2 separate regions of the Sus scrofa genome follow, and region 2 is linked to region 1. The links are chromatin contacts, called in public Hi-C maps. All regions are on one chromosome and are shown on one strand. The core of a region is the stretch at or near the end of the contact, and the rest is flanking DNA. Distances in the headings are between cores, read along the strand shown. Region 1 has its middle 4.6 kb from the start of ALX4. Region 2 overlaps EXT2 (exostosin-2).

What was found. A called contact is a pair of places that touch in the nucleus more often than the background predicts.
Region 2: a Hi-C map of liver shows a contact between it and region 1, with 2.2 times the contacts expected there. The contact joins two enhancer-like sites. A contact is called at or near these places in 13 of 47 Hi-C or Micro-C datasets (alveolar macrophages, brain, embryonic fibroblasts and 7 more) and 1 of 2 datasets of contacts at active chromatin or transcription factors (skeletal muscle).

Annotation. Positions count from the first base shown.
Region 1 is chr2:18,062,424-18,069,736 of Sscrofa11.1, reverse strand. No RefSeq gene overlaps it. Among named protein-coding and RNA genes, the nearest start is that of ALX4, 4.6 kb to the left of the region's middle. Within about 2 kb of position 4,431, at least 8 of the 83 cell types and tissues checked have an H3K27ac peak or open chromatin away from gene starts, as enhancers often do. A contact at or near this core is called in fetal liver and liver, where this site is marked.
Region 2 is chr2:18,209,649-18,216,961 of Sscrofa11.1, reverse strand. EXT2 (exostosin-2) reads left to right here. Exons shown (of 18, transcript XM_021083158.1): 7 at 1,946-2,141; 8 at 4,209-4,348. Among named protein-coding and RNA genes, the nearest start is that of EXT2, 26 kb to the left of the region's middle. Within about 2 kb of position 4,556, at least 2 of the 83 cell types and tissues checked have an H3K27ac peak or open chromatin away from gene starts, as enhancers often do. A contact at or near this core is called in fetal liver and liver, where this site is marked.

The sequences.
Region 1 (7,313 bases), core at 3,182-5,681:
GAGGCCAGACGAGGGGGGCAGCCCCTGCCCCTTCTGCCCAAGCAGTGCCCCCCAAGCCCCATGCCATGACCTCACGGAACCTCACAGTATCCTCTGGCATTCAGCCTGGGATCAGGACTACCCCACACAGCAACAGGGGCTGTGCCGTGCAGAGGAAACGCTGTGTTATAAGAAGCAAAGGTCAGAGTTCCTGTTGTGGTGCAGCGGAAATGAATCTGACTAGTATCCATGAGGATGCAGGTTCGATCCCTGGCCTCGATCAGGGGGTTAAGGATCCGGTGTTGCCATAAGCTGTGGTGTAGGTCGCAGACACGGCTTGGAGCCCGTGTAGCTGTGACTGTGGTGTAGGCCAGTGGCTACAACTCCGGTTGGACCCCTAGCCTGGGAACCTCCATATGCCACAGGTGAGGCCCTAAAAAGAAAAAAAAAAAAAAAAAAGTGAGAGTTGGTAGGGACCAAACGCCTCATGTTAATTCCAGGGACACTGAGGACTTAGAATGCCGGAAATGTGCCCTAATTAGTCCTTGGTCGGTCCTCTACTCCGAGGATCCTGGGGGCAGAGGACCAGGCTGCAAGGAGGAAGCCCCTCAACCCTGAGCTGGTTCTAGGCTCAGCCCAGGAGAGGCGGCAGAATGCCCAGCTTTCCAAGCAGGAAGTAAGCCTCCATTCCCCCCCTCCAATCGCCCCCCAACGAGACAGAACGAAGGGGCAGGCGTGGGATGACAGCATATCGTGTGCAAAGATCACAAGACCAAGGGTTGCGAGATCTGGTCCCAGCTCTCCCACAGTCTGCCTGTGACTTGGGACGATGCCTTTTAAGTCTCAGAGCCTCATCGGCAAATGGGAGCAGGCACGCCCCGTCTGGAGCCCACCCCGTCTGGAGTGGGAGCGCAAGCGGGGACCATGTTACAGTTTCGGCCTCCTGCCTTAAGCACCAGTGGGACCTTCCCCTTAGGCTCTGGAGTTGGGGCGGGGGCGGGGCGCATGTCCGTACAGGCAAACACCTGCTAACTGGAAAGGCTTAGAGATGGAAGGGAGTCTGGCAAACCGAGGTTCTCTGGTTCCCAGAGAGGGAATTACCCTTCTAAATCTCAGTGTTGATTACTGGTCATCTGGCTTTACATTCCGAGGCTGGGCCCCTCACTGAGACAGCAAAGGAAAATTTCCCCAGGGTTCTGTGACTTAGCCAGCTGCCCAGAATGACAAGCCAAGGAGGGCCCTCTCAGGTAATGAGTCCCAACATCCCAGCCTCGGGGGCATTTATCTCCACCTGCTGTCACCCTACAGCATCTCCACCAAGTGCTGTCATCCAGGCTTTGGTGACAGAGAGCTCCCAGCCGGCAGACCAGCTGGACTGTTGGCCCTCAGGCCCCGTCCGTGTCTGTCTCCTGTTGTTGTGGCTCATTGGTCCTGGTTCTAAACCTCCAGGGGCCTCCCCCAGACACCACTGTGGACACGTACGTGGAGGCAGCCGCCACACCTTGAGCCTTCCATCCTCCTGAATCAATAGCTGCAGTGCTCGCGGCTGTTCCGCAGGTGACGCCGAGTTTAACCAGCCTGTTGGAGACAGGTGGGCGCCAGGGATGGGATGGGTGACGGTGCTGGGCTCCAGGCAGAGCCCGCAGATCGCTCGCCATCTGGGTGATCCAGAGGCGCTGAGGGAAGACGCAGCACGGCAGTTCGAGTCCCGGGGCCCATCAGGATCCGGCTCGCTCTGTAATGCCCTCCTCAAGACAGCCGCGGAAAACAGAGTCTGAGACTCAGGCTGAATTACTCCTGACCAAGCGCAACCACTCACCTCCTTGGTTTCTGTCTGACCACCTGCCTGGAATGTCCCTTTTTCCAGCTGGACCTCCAAGGCCCTGTCAGTGCCAGCTCCTCCAGGAAGCCCTCCCAGCCCAGGACAGTCTTACAGATTGTCCTCCATCTAATTACCACCAGTGTTTCCTGACTCATGTATAATCACACCCTGAATGTCCAGTTCCTCCTAGAGAATCAGGTTGGGACATCACGTCCTTTGTCCCTTTGTAGCCCCGGGCTTAACCCAGGATGAGGCAGGCTGCCGACAGGCAGGCATAAGTCCCTGAGGAATAAAGGAAAAATTTCTAACAAACATCCTGAGCTCTGACCCTGCCCAGCTCTCTTTGTGCACCTACTGTGTGCCAGGAGCAACAGTCTACATACAGAGATGTTTGTTGAATGAATGCAGTGAGGAGAAAGGTGGCTCAGATACATGAACAAGAGGCCTGCAGGGACCAGTGCCTCCATTCAAGGCTGACAGCTGAGATGAAAGGAGATGAGATGGGGCAAGAAGAAGGGAGAGGAGAAAGAGCAGGCAGCCACCGAAGGATGTCCCCACACAGCGAGCAAGAGGGAAACAGGGGAGTTCCCGTCGTGGCTCAGCAGTAGTGAGCTTGGGGGGAGTGTCCATGAGGATGTGGGTTTGATCCCTGGCCTTGCTCAGTGGGTTAAGGATCCAGTGCTGTCGTGAGCTGTGGTGTAGGTCGCAGATGCGGCTCAGATCTGGCATTGCTGTGGCTGTGGCGTAGGCCTGCAGCTGCAGCTCCAATTCACCCCCTAGCCTGAGAACCTCCATATGCTGCAGGTGCAGCCCTAAAACAAACAAACAAATAACAACGACAACAACAAAAACAATGAGGGAAATGGGGCGGGTCGGAGGCAGGAGGAGGAGCACAGAGATGGGCTTCAGAGAGCGGGCTCTGGAAGTGAAGGGTCCGGGAAACCCAGCCCAGCATCTGTAGGAACCAGCTCCGCACCCACCACGCTGCAGTGTGGGGGGAGGCAAAAGGCCCCTGGAAGCTCCCAGCTTGCCCTCCCACTGGGCTCGTCTTCTGGAGGCCCAAAGGCATCCAGCGAAGGCACAAAGCTGAGTGGAGACAGAGCCTCCTCGGGTACAGGCCACCTGCCTGGCCAGCTGGCTCCCCCACCATCCTCCCTGGGGCAGCCCCCCACGTGGCCTCTGGCCAGTGCTATGCTGATGCCCTGTCCCAGAGCGGGGAGGGATCCCTGGGCAGGATTTGTCCCAGGCTGTGGGGCCCACGACAATGCCATCACAAACTGCAACTTCCCATGGAATGTCTGGATCTGGAAATAAGTCCCAGTCTGCCCAGAAGAATCAAGAAATGTGCATAAAACATCAAGAGTCTTCAGCACCTGCCCCACAGGAGGGACACACGCGGTGGTGGCCACGATGGTGCTGCACACCCTTCAAACAACCCCAGGCAAAGACTCCCATGGACCACTTCTGATGAAGTGGGAAGCACTTGGCTGAAGGTTGTATTCGCCATCAGAAGCCAGAGCAGGCTCCTGGGTCTCCGCCCGAACTCCCCTGGGGACAAGGCCTGGCCTATTCTAGGAACCCTGGCTGTTGGATTTGGTTGGATTTCGAGAAATGCAAGACATGGAACCTTTCTTCACTCCCTTAACCTCTATTCCTTCATCCTGGTTCAACCCTATGGTTTGGCTCTAATCTAGTCTAACCTTATTTTGGACAGGAACGGCCTTGAAAATTTTCCAAAGGTGACTGTAACTTTTTTTTTTTTTTGGTCTTTTTAGGGCCATACCCGTGGCATATGGAGGTTCCCAGGCTAGGGCTTGAATCGGTGTAGCCACTAGCCTACACCACAGCCACAGCAATGCCAGATCCAAGCCGCATCTGCGACCTACAACTGGCTGAGCGAGGCCAGGGATCGAACCTATGTCCCCATGGATTGGTTTCCACTGCGCCATGAAGGAAACTCCTGTAATTTTTTTTATGACTGTGATTTCAAGAGAATTTTTTTTTTTATAGCTGTGATTTAAAGAGAAGGAACCTCTGAAGCCGTTTGGGGAGAGGGTGCCGGAGGCTTCTGTGCGCGTATCCCTTCCGTGTGCTTGGATGTGCACCCTACAGCACGGGGCACAAGCCTGAGGTTGGGAACGGGTGTGGGGAACACACGCGCAGTCGCCTGCGGATAGGGCTGGCACGTGGGCAGGCTTGTGTGGTGAAGCTCGGGCACACACGTGGGACGTGTGTGAGTGAGCATGACCCGTGCAGATCCACGAGGGGGGGTATGGACATGGAGAGTGTGTGTGTGTGTGTGTGTGTGTGTGTGTGTGTGTGTGCGCGGTTGTGCACACGCTCTTGCACATGGTGTGTGTGTCCAAGGGGTCTGAGTAATGTTATCCTCCACGGTTTTGATTACATCTATTTTCCTCCAAACATCTGCTTTGTGGGGGACATGCCGCTCGCTCTGTTCCCGGGTGAGCCGGCCTCACGCGCCCCGTGGCAGAGCGCACAGCGCCGATGTAATCTCCTTAAACAAAACAGGCCAGCGTGACGCCCTTTCATGCTATTTAAAGGGCACTGACGAAACCCACTGCTGTCCAAACAGTTGTGCGGGGGTGGGGGCAGAGGTGAAAGGTGAGCCATTGATCACGTCCCCCGCCCACCTCATCTGCCACTGGACTCTGCCCAGGGTTCAGCCTGGATGTCCCTAGTTTAGCTCCAGGCTCATTAAATAACCTCGGAACGGCAGCAGCGGAGTTCCCATTGTGGCGCAGTAGTGATGAGTGACATGACTGGGTGACATTTCAGCAAACACGCACAGAGCGTATCTGCATGTACCTCTAGAGACGGGGAGGGTCCCTGCTCTGGTACAGCGATTCGCAGGGGAGAGGAGGCACGGGGGCTCGGGCCAGCGGCCCTCAGGGCGATGTGGGCACTCCTGTCCACCAACATGCACCCACCCAAGCCCTACATGTGCTTCCCAGAACAAGGGAAGTCCCCGAGAACCTGTCAGGGGCACAGAAGGCTAAGGAGCCACGAGGACTAAATGTGACGTGGCATCCTGGACGGGGACCTGGAACAGCGGGGACATCAGGGAAAAACGAGTGAATCCAAATACAGTGTGGAGCTCAGTCAGCAGCAATGTTAACACTACAAAAAGAGGAAGTCATGGCGCAGTAGAAACGAACCCGACTAGGAGCCATGAGGTTGCGGGTTCGATCCCTGGCCTCGCTCTGTGGGTTAAGGATCTGGCGTTGCGGTGAGCTGTGGTGTAGGTCACAGACACGGCTCAGATCCTGTGTTGCTGTGGCTGTGGCGTAGGCTGGCAGCTGCAGCTCTGATTGGACCCCTAGCCTGGGAACCTCCATATGCCTCAGGTGCGGCCCTAAAAGGACAAAAAGACAAAAAGAAAAAACAAACCTACAAAAAGAGTAGTAAAATATGAAAATGGACATTCGACCCAAGAAGACATACATGCAAATAACCATGATAACATGCTCAATGTATTATCCATTATGCGTCATCCACTCTGGATGTTCAAATGAAAACCCCCATGAGGAGATGGGAGCAGCAGCGGCACTGCAGCACTGGGACACAGGTTCGATACCCAGCCTGGCACGGTGGGTTAAGGATCCAGCATTGCTGCAGAGGCACATAGGTTGCAACTGTGGCTCGGATCTGATCCCTGGCCTGGGAAGTCCATGTGCTGTGGGGCAGCCCAAAAAGAAAAAAAATAAAAGGTCAGCCCTAATAAAGTTCAGTTGTGTCAGTAGAGTCTATATTTGAAAAAAAAAAAAAAAAAAAAACCATGAGATATTGCTACACACAGACTGCAATGGAAGTAAAAAAAAGCAAGAGATACCAAGCGATGTTATCAAGTGATAGTGAGGATGCAGAGCCCCCGGAATGCTCACACAGCACAGCTGAGCTGCTGGGGAAACAGCGCAGCAGCGTCTTATGTAATTAAACATACAGAAATCCCACTGCTAGGTATTTACCCTAAAGAAACCAAGACGTAGTTTCATTGCAAACTTGGATGCAAATGTTTATAGCAGCTTGTTCATAATTGCCCCGAACTGGAAACAACCCAAATGTCCTTTAACCGGTAAACGAATAAGCAAGCTGGAACAGCCAGGCAATGGGGTGCTCCTCAGAGATAAAGGGAGCAAATGAGTGATCCAGGCAATGGCATGGATGACTCTTAAAGACAGCATCATGGTGTGTAAAAGAAGCCAGTCTCAAAATAAACCTCGTGCATGACTCCACGTATTTATTGTGTGGCATTCTGGGAAAGGCTACAGTCGAGAACAGGTCACTGGTTGTCAGGGGTTGGGCCAGGAGGGTGGGTCTGACTGCAAAGGGCTGGTGTGTGGATCTACCATACCCTGCATCCAAACTGTGATGATGAGTACACGAATCTATACAGGAATGCGTTCTAAATTCACAAAATCATTTTAATTTTATAGGATGCTATTTTTACTTTTTTATTTTTTATTTTTTTGCTTTTTAGGGCCCCACCCGAGGCATATGGAGGTTCCCAGGCTAGGGGTCTAATCGGAGCTAGAGCTGCTGGCCTACGCCACAGCCACAGAAACACAGGATCTGAGCTACGTCTGTGACCTACATCACAGGTCAAGGCAATGCCGGATCCTTAACCCACTGAGCGAGGCCAGGGATCGAACCAGGAACCTCATGGTGCCTGGTCGGATTTGTTTCTGCTGTGCCACGACGGGAACTCCAGGATGCTATTTTTAAAGTAGAAAAAAAAAGCAAAGAGAAAATACAAAACTGGATTTAAATAAGGTAAAGAAAAACTAAGTAAGCAAAAAGCTTGTAAGTTTTCACCCAGAAATCTCACTTCTAGGGATTTAAACTAAAGACAGAATTATGGATGGACACAAAGAATTGACTAGAGAGAAAGTTTATCGTGGCATGATTATATGGAAAAGGTGAAAAGAACCAAAATATCCAGTAATAGGAGACTGTGAAATAAAGGAAGATATTCCCAAACATGGAAGATCCTTCCTGATTTTCTTTATTCAAAGACTGTTCCTTTCTTGGTATTTGTTTTCCCCTGTTGATTGTCTCTCTCGCGCTCATCCATAAAACAGGGACTGTATCTGCTTTGTTTACCCCTTTTGTTTAATGCCTTGTATTGTGGTGGGCAATGCAGAAGGGGTTCAATAGACATTTCATGAGCAAATGAATGAAACCAATGTTGTAAGAGAAGAGCATTTTAGTAGCTGAAAGATGTTTGGGTGATATTAGGTAAATCTCATTTTGAAAAAAAGAGGACGTAGGGTGGGCTATCTGTCCTTAGAAAGTACTAGAGGTTTGCAGAGGTAAGAATACTAGTATCTGGGTTTTGTCCTCCCCCTTTTTTTTCTGGTCTGACTTAGTGTTCTATTTGTCCAGGAATTACTTTGATCATCTTAAAATGCTATGTGAAAGCAGCACTTAGAATCCCATAGGATGCTTGCTTTGATAGGTGTTAGACCCGCTGTGTGGTTTGGGGAGGGGGAAG
Region 2 (7,313 bases), core at 3,307-5,806, 150 kb before region 1:
CTCCCTGTGGTGCTCCTCCCGCCATAAATCTTCCCTCTGGAAAGGAATGCTTTCGCCAAAGAAAAATGAGCGAGGCTCAGGGCTGGGAGTGGAATGCAAGAGTCTGTTTCAGTGGCTGCAAGGAATGCTCTTGGCTATAAATAGTCAGCATAGTGTTTGGTGAAAAGGGAACTTAGGGGGAAGTCGCCCAGGATGAGAGAGGAACCCAGTCCATACAGCTGGTCCACACTGCCTCCATGACCGGCTGCTGTCCATGTCTCTCTTAGCCTCTCTGGCCCCTAGCCTGGGCTCTGAGTCTGCACTACCGCCCAGAGCAGCTCTCTCAAATAGAACTTTCAGGGAGGAGATGACCATTATTTGTGCCACCAGGGACCCACTGGCTGCATATGGCTGTTGTCACTAATGGGACAGAGACACTGGATTTTAAATTTTCGTAGATGTAAATGGCCTTATGTGGCTAATTGCTGTCAGACAGCGAAGTTCTAGGGAATCTGCTTGTCCCTTTCTTTCCCACCTGTTGTGTGGGCAGTACCCTTTGCTTTGGGCTCAGCTGTAGAAAGAAAGTACCAGAAGTGTTTTTGAGGATTTCCGACCCATCGAATCCTGCCTCTGCTGCTCTGTTTGCTGGAGTTGAGCTGATCTGCTGGCGGTGGAGTTGTTCACGGCCCCTGTTCTGGGCGTGAAGCCTGATGCTTGGGGAAGATGATACCCTCTCGGTTAGAGAGTGAGTCGTCTTTGGCTGTGGCTGTGAGCCTAAGGCTCACAGCTAGAACCTCCAAATAAGTTGGAGAAACTGAAGAAGGATCAACCAATTACCCACCCTTTTTTTCTCCCCAAAGCAAGAAAAGGGGGTGGGGTGAGTTCAGACTGTAAGCTTCCTCTTAGCTTCCTCTTAGCTTCCCAGGCGGCGATGTCTGGAGGTGCGTGTCCTCAGGATTTTCCCTGGTCTGTACCAGCTTGAGGTAGAGTTAAGTGAGCACCGCTCCTAGGTCTGATTCCATTTCTTCTGGAACCTGCTTTATGTAATTCCCTTCTTCGACAGTGATCCCTTGTCGGTCCTTCCGCCTCAGTAGCGTTTATGCTCTGTCACTTCTCTGCCTGTGGGGATCTTGCCTTGCAAGAGGGAATTGCCCTCTGGTCCCCCCCAGAGTCTTCCCCTCGCCTCCTTGTTTTCTAACTGTGCACATTTCGTCTCTCCAGGGGGTCTAAATGGCACTAGACCCTTGGACATCCTTTCTTCAGTCCATTTTCTGTAAAGCACCCTCGCTATCTGAGTTTTAAGACTGGTTCCATCCTTGGGTGAAGATAGGTTTTTTCACTGGTTCCTCAGTGACCAATTTGGTCTGCCTACATGCGGCTTGACGACGAGGGCTCGCTCGCTCGCTCGCTCTCTTCTCCATAGCATAGGGTGTGCCACCCAACAGCTGGAAGCATTCTTTCACCTCTTCTGCTTTCATGGCCAGTGCTGTCCATTATGATCCCTTGTTTTCCTGTTTGAAGGCTACAGGCTGCTGTCAGTTCCTTTTCAGAGCAGAAAATTCAGATCTAACTAATGATAACATTTGGTGATCTTCCAAATAATCAGCCAGTCGATTTCCTCCTTTACACACACACACACACACACTCTCTCTCTCTCACACACACACACACACATTTTAAGCATGCTCCCTAAGCTCAGCATGTTATAAGCATTTCCTCAAAACATTAAGAGCTTTTCCCAGGTGAAATCTTGAATGACGGCATGGTGTTTCATCACATAAATGAGTCATACCTTGGTTTCTTAGAGTATATAATATTCAGCAATGCCACAGAGTATAGTTTCCAAAAAAAAAATGAAGGATGCGAATGAAGACGGGTGAGAAGACACTTGCCACCTTAAGTCAGTTTAATATCAAAGTTGGTCTCACCTTGAGTAGCACTGAGTCCCTTGTCTTCTCCTTTGTAGCCCTCGGCGGTTCTTCCTCCTGTCGTCCCAGGTGGCTCTCCACCCTGAGTACAGAGAGGAGCTGGACGCCCTCCAGGCCCGACACGGAGAGGCAGTGTTAGTCCTGGACAAGTGCACCAATCTCTCCGAGGGCGTCCCCGCCGCCCGGAAGCGCTGCCACAAGCACCAGGTCTTCGATTACCCGCAGGTGCTGCAGGTGAGGGCCGCGCACCCCCTCTCCCGGGCTCAGCAGAGGCCACGTCCATGGTAAAACTGACCCCAACAAATAGGAGTTGTTGCATCCAGCAGATCTCCCCAAGGGGGAGTGAAACCGAGGACTGCTCCTGGCTGGAGCCGTGGGCCTCCAGGTGCTTCCACGTCTGTGTACAGTTTGCGCGTGTCCCCACTCCTTGCAAATCTCCATCTTACTTCAGAACCGCAAATCCAGTAGATTTACAAAGAAACCACGCAGATGGAGCAGGCACCTGTATTTTCCTTTTGTTCCTGTGTTCATCATCCAACCCAAAGAAGTCTCCTTTTTTAAGGTGCAGCTTGTATCCTCTGACTGTGCCAACCCACACGGCCACCATCAGCTTTTCTGGGAGTGGAAGATTTTTGTTTGTTGTTACCAATTTGTCTTCCAGTGTTTTTGCTGCACTCAGTGTGTCCTGCTAGTGTTGTGGGGATGGCAGGACTTCATGACCACGGGCAGAGCTGTCCTTTTGGGGATGTTTTATAAGCAAGATATCTGACACTCCAAGGGCCTGGGGGCCAGGAAAGGAGAAATTGAGTTTTGTCCTCTCACGTATTTCAAATACAGACAGGTAAGTTCAAGGAGAAATATCAAGAAGCTGGTGTGAGGTTTTTGTTTTGTTTTTTGTTTTTGTTTTTTTTTAAATCTCCAAAGAGAATTGGCCCATGCTGAGATTGTTAAAATACTTTCAAAAAGTGCTGCGTCTCCTCTGGAATGTCTGACTGATAACAGTGGTGATGGGAGCAGGAGTATTTATAGTAACCTTTGTCTAGACAGGAAAAATGGTTATCAGCACGTGTGTCCACATCTGGACGCCGCCTCCCGGGCTGGCTGAGCTGTCCACCTGCGCTTCCAGGCGCCGTGACGGATGCCCTTTGTCCACTCTTGCTGCTTTTTCATTTATCCCCCGAGGAATTTGCCATTCTGAGTTTCTTTGTATTTTTTCCCTGAGCTTGCCTTATCTCTAGCTTTAAAAATTAAACAGCATTTTAAAAAATTTTTTTAATTTATTCTTTTTTTCTCCTGAAGAGGTAAAAACTAGGAGAGACTGAGTGTTAGAGATAGGTCTTTTCTTATTTGGGTTGACGTAACAGCAACTGTTTTTCCTCCTGTACAGCTCTTTTCCCGAACATCCCCCACATCCGATGGGTTTGAGGGAGTGAATGGGGAAGAAACTTTTTGAGATTTTGCTTTTTGTTCAATTAATAGTTTCCAAGTACAGCATATCTGGAGTTCCTCTTGGTGGCTCAGCAGGTTAAGAACTCAGCTGATATCCATGAGGATGTGGGTTCAATCCCTCACCTCGCTCAGTGAGGTAAAGGATCTGGTGTTGCTGCAAGCTGTGGCATAGGTCACAGATGTGGCTCGGATCGGCTGTGGCTGTGGCTATGGTGTACTTAGGCTGGCAGCTTTGGCTCCGATTCGACCCCTAGCCTAGGAACCTCCATATGCCGTGGGTGTGGCCCTAAAAAGCAAAAAAAAAAAAAAAAAAAAAAAAAGGTAGAAGAAGCTGTCTGTCTTCATGTGTTTTCAAAGGCATTGCATTCATGAGATGAATGTCTTCTCTATGCAGAGCACACCGGGGAGTGGAAAGGTGAGATTTGATACTTTCTGGTTAGGGGGTCCTCTAGAGAGCCCGGGATGCCCAGACCGAATAATTAATTCTGTTCACAGGTAGGTGGGGGTCAGTACGCTAAGCACTGGGCAGCCACTGTGCCGTGGGGTTCCACGAATCCAGGCCGTGGGAAGTCACACTGTTGAGTGTCCAGAGGAAGAGCTGCACGTGGGTTGTGAACATTTGCAGAATGTCAGCAGTGGAGGCTTTGCCGTGACCCCGAAGAGTAAAAAAAAATCCAGAACACTGCAACCTCTTAAGCTTTTCAGTCTTATGGTGTGAGCTATTATCTTTTTAGCATTTTCGGTATGACTCGGCTTCAGCCCCTGGGAGAATGTCTGTGGTCTGCAGGGATCAGACTAAGTGGATCAGCGAAAGTGGTTTCTAATCCCCTCCCTCTGCCTGTGTTCCTGCAGGAGGCTACTTTCTGTGTGGTCCTTCGCGGAGCTCGCCTGGGCCAGGCGGTCCTGAGTGATGTGCTTCGGGCTGGCTGCGTCCCCGTGGTCATTGCGGACTCCTATGTTTTGCCTTTCTCCGAAGTTCTTGACTGGAAGAGGTGGGTGTTCCCTTCTGATCAGCTTTACACCAGGGGTTCCACACGTGTTAGGTTTTAAAAGTCCCCCAAACACCTGTAATGCATACCTGGGTTTGAGAACGACTCCTTGAGACTGGTTTTGCTGTGTTTTCCATCAGAAGAGTTCAGTCCATTGGCCTGGAGCAGAGGTTGGCCAACAGAGACCTTTGGCCAAATTCGACAGGCTGCCAGTGTTGGAAAATAAAGCTGTACTCAGTCACGGCACCCTATTCGTTTATACGTGCTCTTCGGCTGGTTTTGTGCTGCAGTGGCAGAGTTGAGTTGAGTACTGAGGTTTAAATGACAGAGAGTTCACGGTCCGCACAAGCTGAACTACTTACTCTCTGGCCCTTTACAGGAAATATTCACCTGGGGCCCAGAGCAGCAGTTCACAGCTGTGCCTCACCTGGAGAACTTTTAAAAACATGCCTGGGCCTTGTCCTTGGGAATTTATATATTTATTTATTTATTTTTGCTTTTTAGGGCCGCACTTGTGGCATATGGAGGTTCCCAGGCTAGGGGTCTAATCGGAGCTATGGCTGCCGGCCTACACCACAGCCACAGCAATGCCAGATCCGAGCTGCATCTGCATCCTACACCACAGCTCACGGCAACGCTGGATCCTTATCCCACTGAGCGAGGCCAGGGATTGAACCTGCAGCCTCATGGTTTTTAGTCGGATCCGTTTCCACTGTGCCACAGCGAGAACTCCGGGAATTTATTTGGCCATGCCTGCAGCATGTAGAAGTTCCTGAGCCAGGGATTGAACCCATGCCACAGCAGCGACCCAAGCCACTGCAGTGACAGTGCCAGATCCTTAAGCTGCTGAGCCACAAGGGAACTCCAGGAATTTTAAAGCTTCCGAGGCAATTCTGATTTGTAGCCACAGTTGAGAGCCACTGTTTGTTGAATTTGCATAAAGTGCTGGCTGGAGGTGGCGTGCCTGCACACGGGCGAGGCCTGGGAGCACTGATGTGTCCAGACGGAGACCAGTGGGCTCTGCCCGGCTCTGGCTGTCAGTGCCCAACTCCATGGAACAGTCTGCTTGTCTCATGCTGTTTCATTTCCCCAGGATTTAGGAGCTTAAACATTTTTGAAAATGGGTTCCTTTTGTATATACTTCTCAGGCTTTGCCCCCAATTTTTAATGGCTTCTCCTCTCCCACTTTTTCTGATATCATGTCCAAGTCTGGTCACCCCAGGTATTTGAACACTTTCTGTGGCATTCCTCCATGGGTACATTCATTCTTCTCACGCTTATGGGAAAGTCCACTGCGAGTAATGCAGGCTCTGCTCCTAAGGAGGCTAGAATCTAGTGGGGAAGACAAACCAGCAGTTCTCATCCTGTGGGATAAATGCTGCGACAGATGCCGCAGGGGGCGAGAGAAGCCCAGGACAGGGAGGGAGCGCACTTGAGCCTGGGAGAGGAGGGTGTGAGTCTCTGTCCTCGGGGGTGATGAGCCACTTTCGGTCCCTGACTCCCGGGAAAACCTGTATCGAGCGCCCTTTCCTTGTAGGTACTGAGTTGGGGACGGGGCTACCCAGATAATCAAGGTCCAGCCTGGCCTCGGAGAAGCCCCCGGTCTAGTGGTAGGAGAGGCAAGTAAGGCAGCGATTACCAGATGCAGTGCTGAGCTGCAGCCCTGCTGGCCAGGAAGCCAGGAGCAGGAGGAAGACACACTCCCCCTTTCAGGCCTAAGGGTGGGGAGACTTCTCAGAGGCAGTCCCCCTCAGCTGAGTCTGAAAAGCTGCTTGTTCCTACGAGGCCCTGGGTCTGCTTGGCGGGTTATAATTATGGGTCAGTGGTGGAAGGGCTCTGGATTCGAAGCCAGGGGACTGGGGTTCAGATAACCAGCCGTGTTGCTGGTTAACTTCATGATCTTGGCAAATCATTTAATCTTTTTTTGAGCCTCTGTTTTCTCCAAATATGTGTAGAAATCATCTACTTATTTGTTTATTGAACAAGTATCTGTTAAGTGCTGTGTGTGAGAGGCAGTGTGCAGGGGCTCAGGTATGCTGGTGAGTGGAACCCGGCGTGGGTCCATCCAAAAGGACCTGGCTGGCGGGCAGAGGGGGTTTGGAGTTTAGTAAATTCACTTACACAAATACAATGACAAACTGCTAAATCCACGAAGGCAAAGTCGCCACCGAGGCCCCTCTCCCTTACCCACCGTCTCTAATGGGGTCGCAGGTCCTGCCAGTCCTCTCCCCCCGTCCCTTCACCGGCCCTTGCAGCGCCTCGGGCTCCTGCTTTTCTGTGGTTTTCTGTAGTTCTGACCCTCGAGGCAGAACGGTCCTGCTGGAACATAACCAGATCAAGCCACGCTTTGCCAAACCCCTTTTGTGACTCTCTAGCTCGGTGAAAGCCCAGGTCCGTAAATGGCCCGAGAGGCCCCAGCTGCTTTGCTGTGCCCCTCCCTCCCCCGCTCCCCCCTTCATTGCCTGGCATCCTCCACCCTCTTTACCGTACTCCAGCCACACCGGCCTCCTTGCTGTTGCTGGAACATTCTGATTTCTGTTCCTCGGGGCCTTTCGCTTGTTGGCCCTTATGCCCGGAATGCTCTTCCCTCGGGTATTCTCCGTGGCTCTGTGACCCCCTGGCCTTCCTTGTCTGATGTGTCCATTGTCATATTGCCAGGACTTGGCACGTAGTAGGGGCTCCATAAGTACATGCTGAATAAGTGAATGGATGGGGCGTATAGCTAAAGGCGAAAAGTCCTTGTTAATTCAGAGCAGGCAGTGAAGAGCGAAGGAGGGACCAGATTGGTGGGATTGCATATGCAGAGACCCTGTGGTCGGGCAGAGTGATGTGTTTGGGAGACCGAAAGGTGCCAGTGTGGCTGCAGCACTGTGGGGAGTAGACGGAGGCTGGGAGATGAATGGAGTGGTGAGTAGGAGGTGAGAGATGGAGCTAGTGGGAACACCTTTGAGCTGGTGGGTTCCGACAG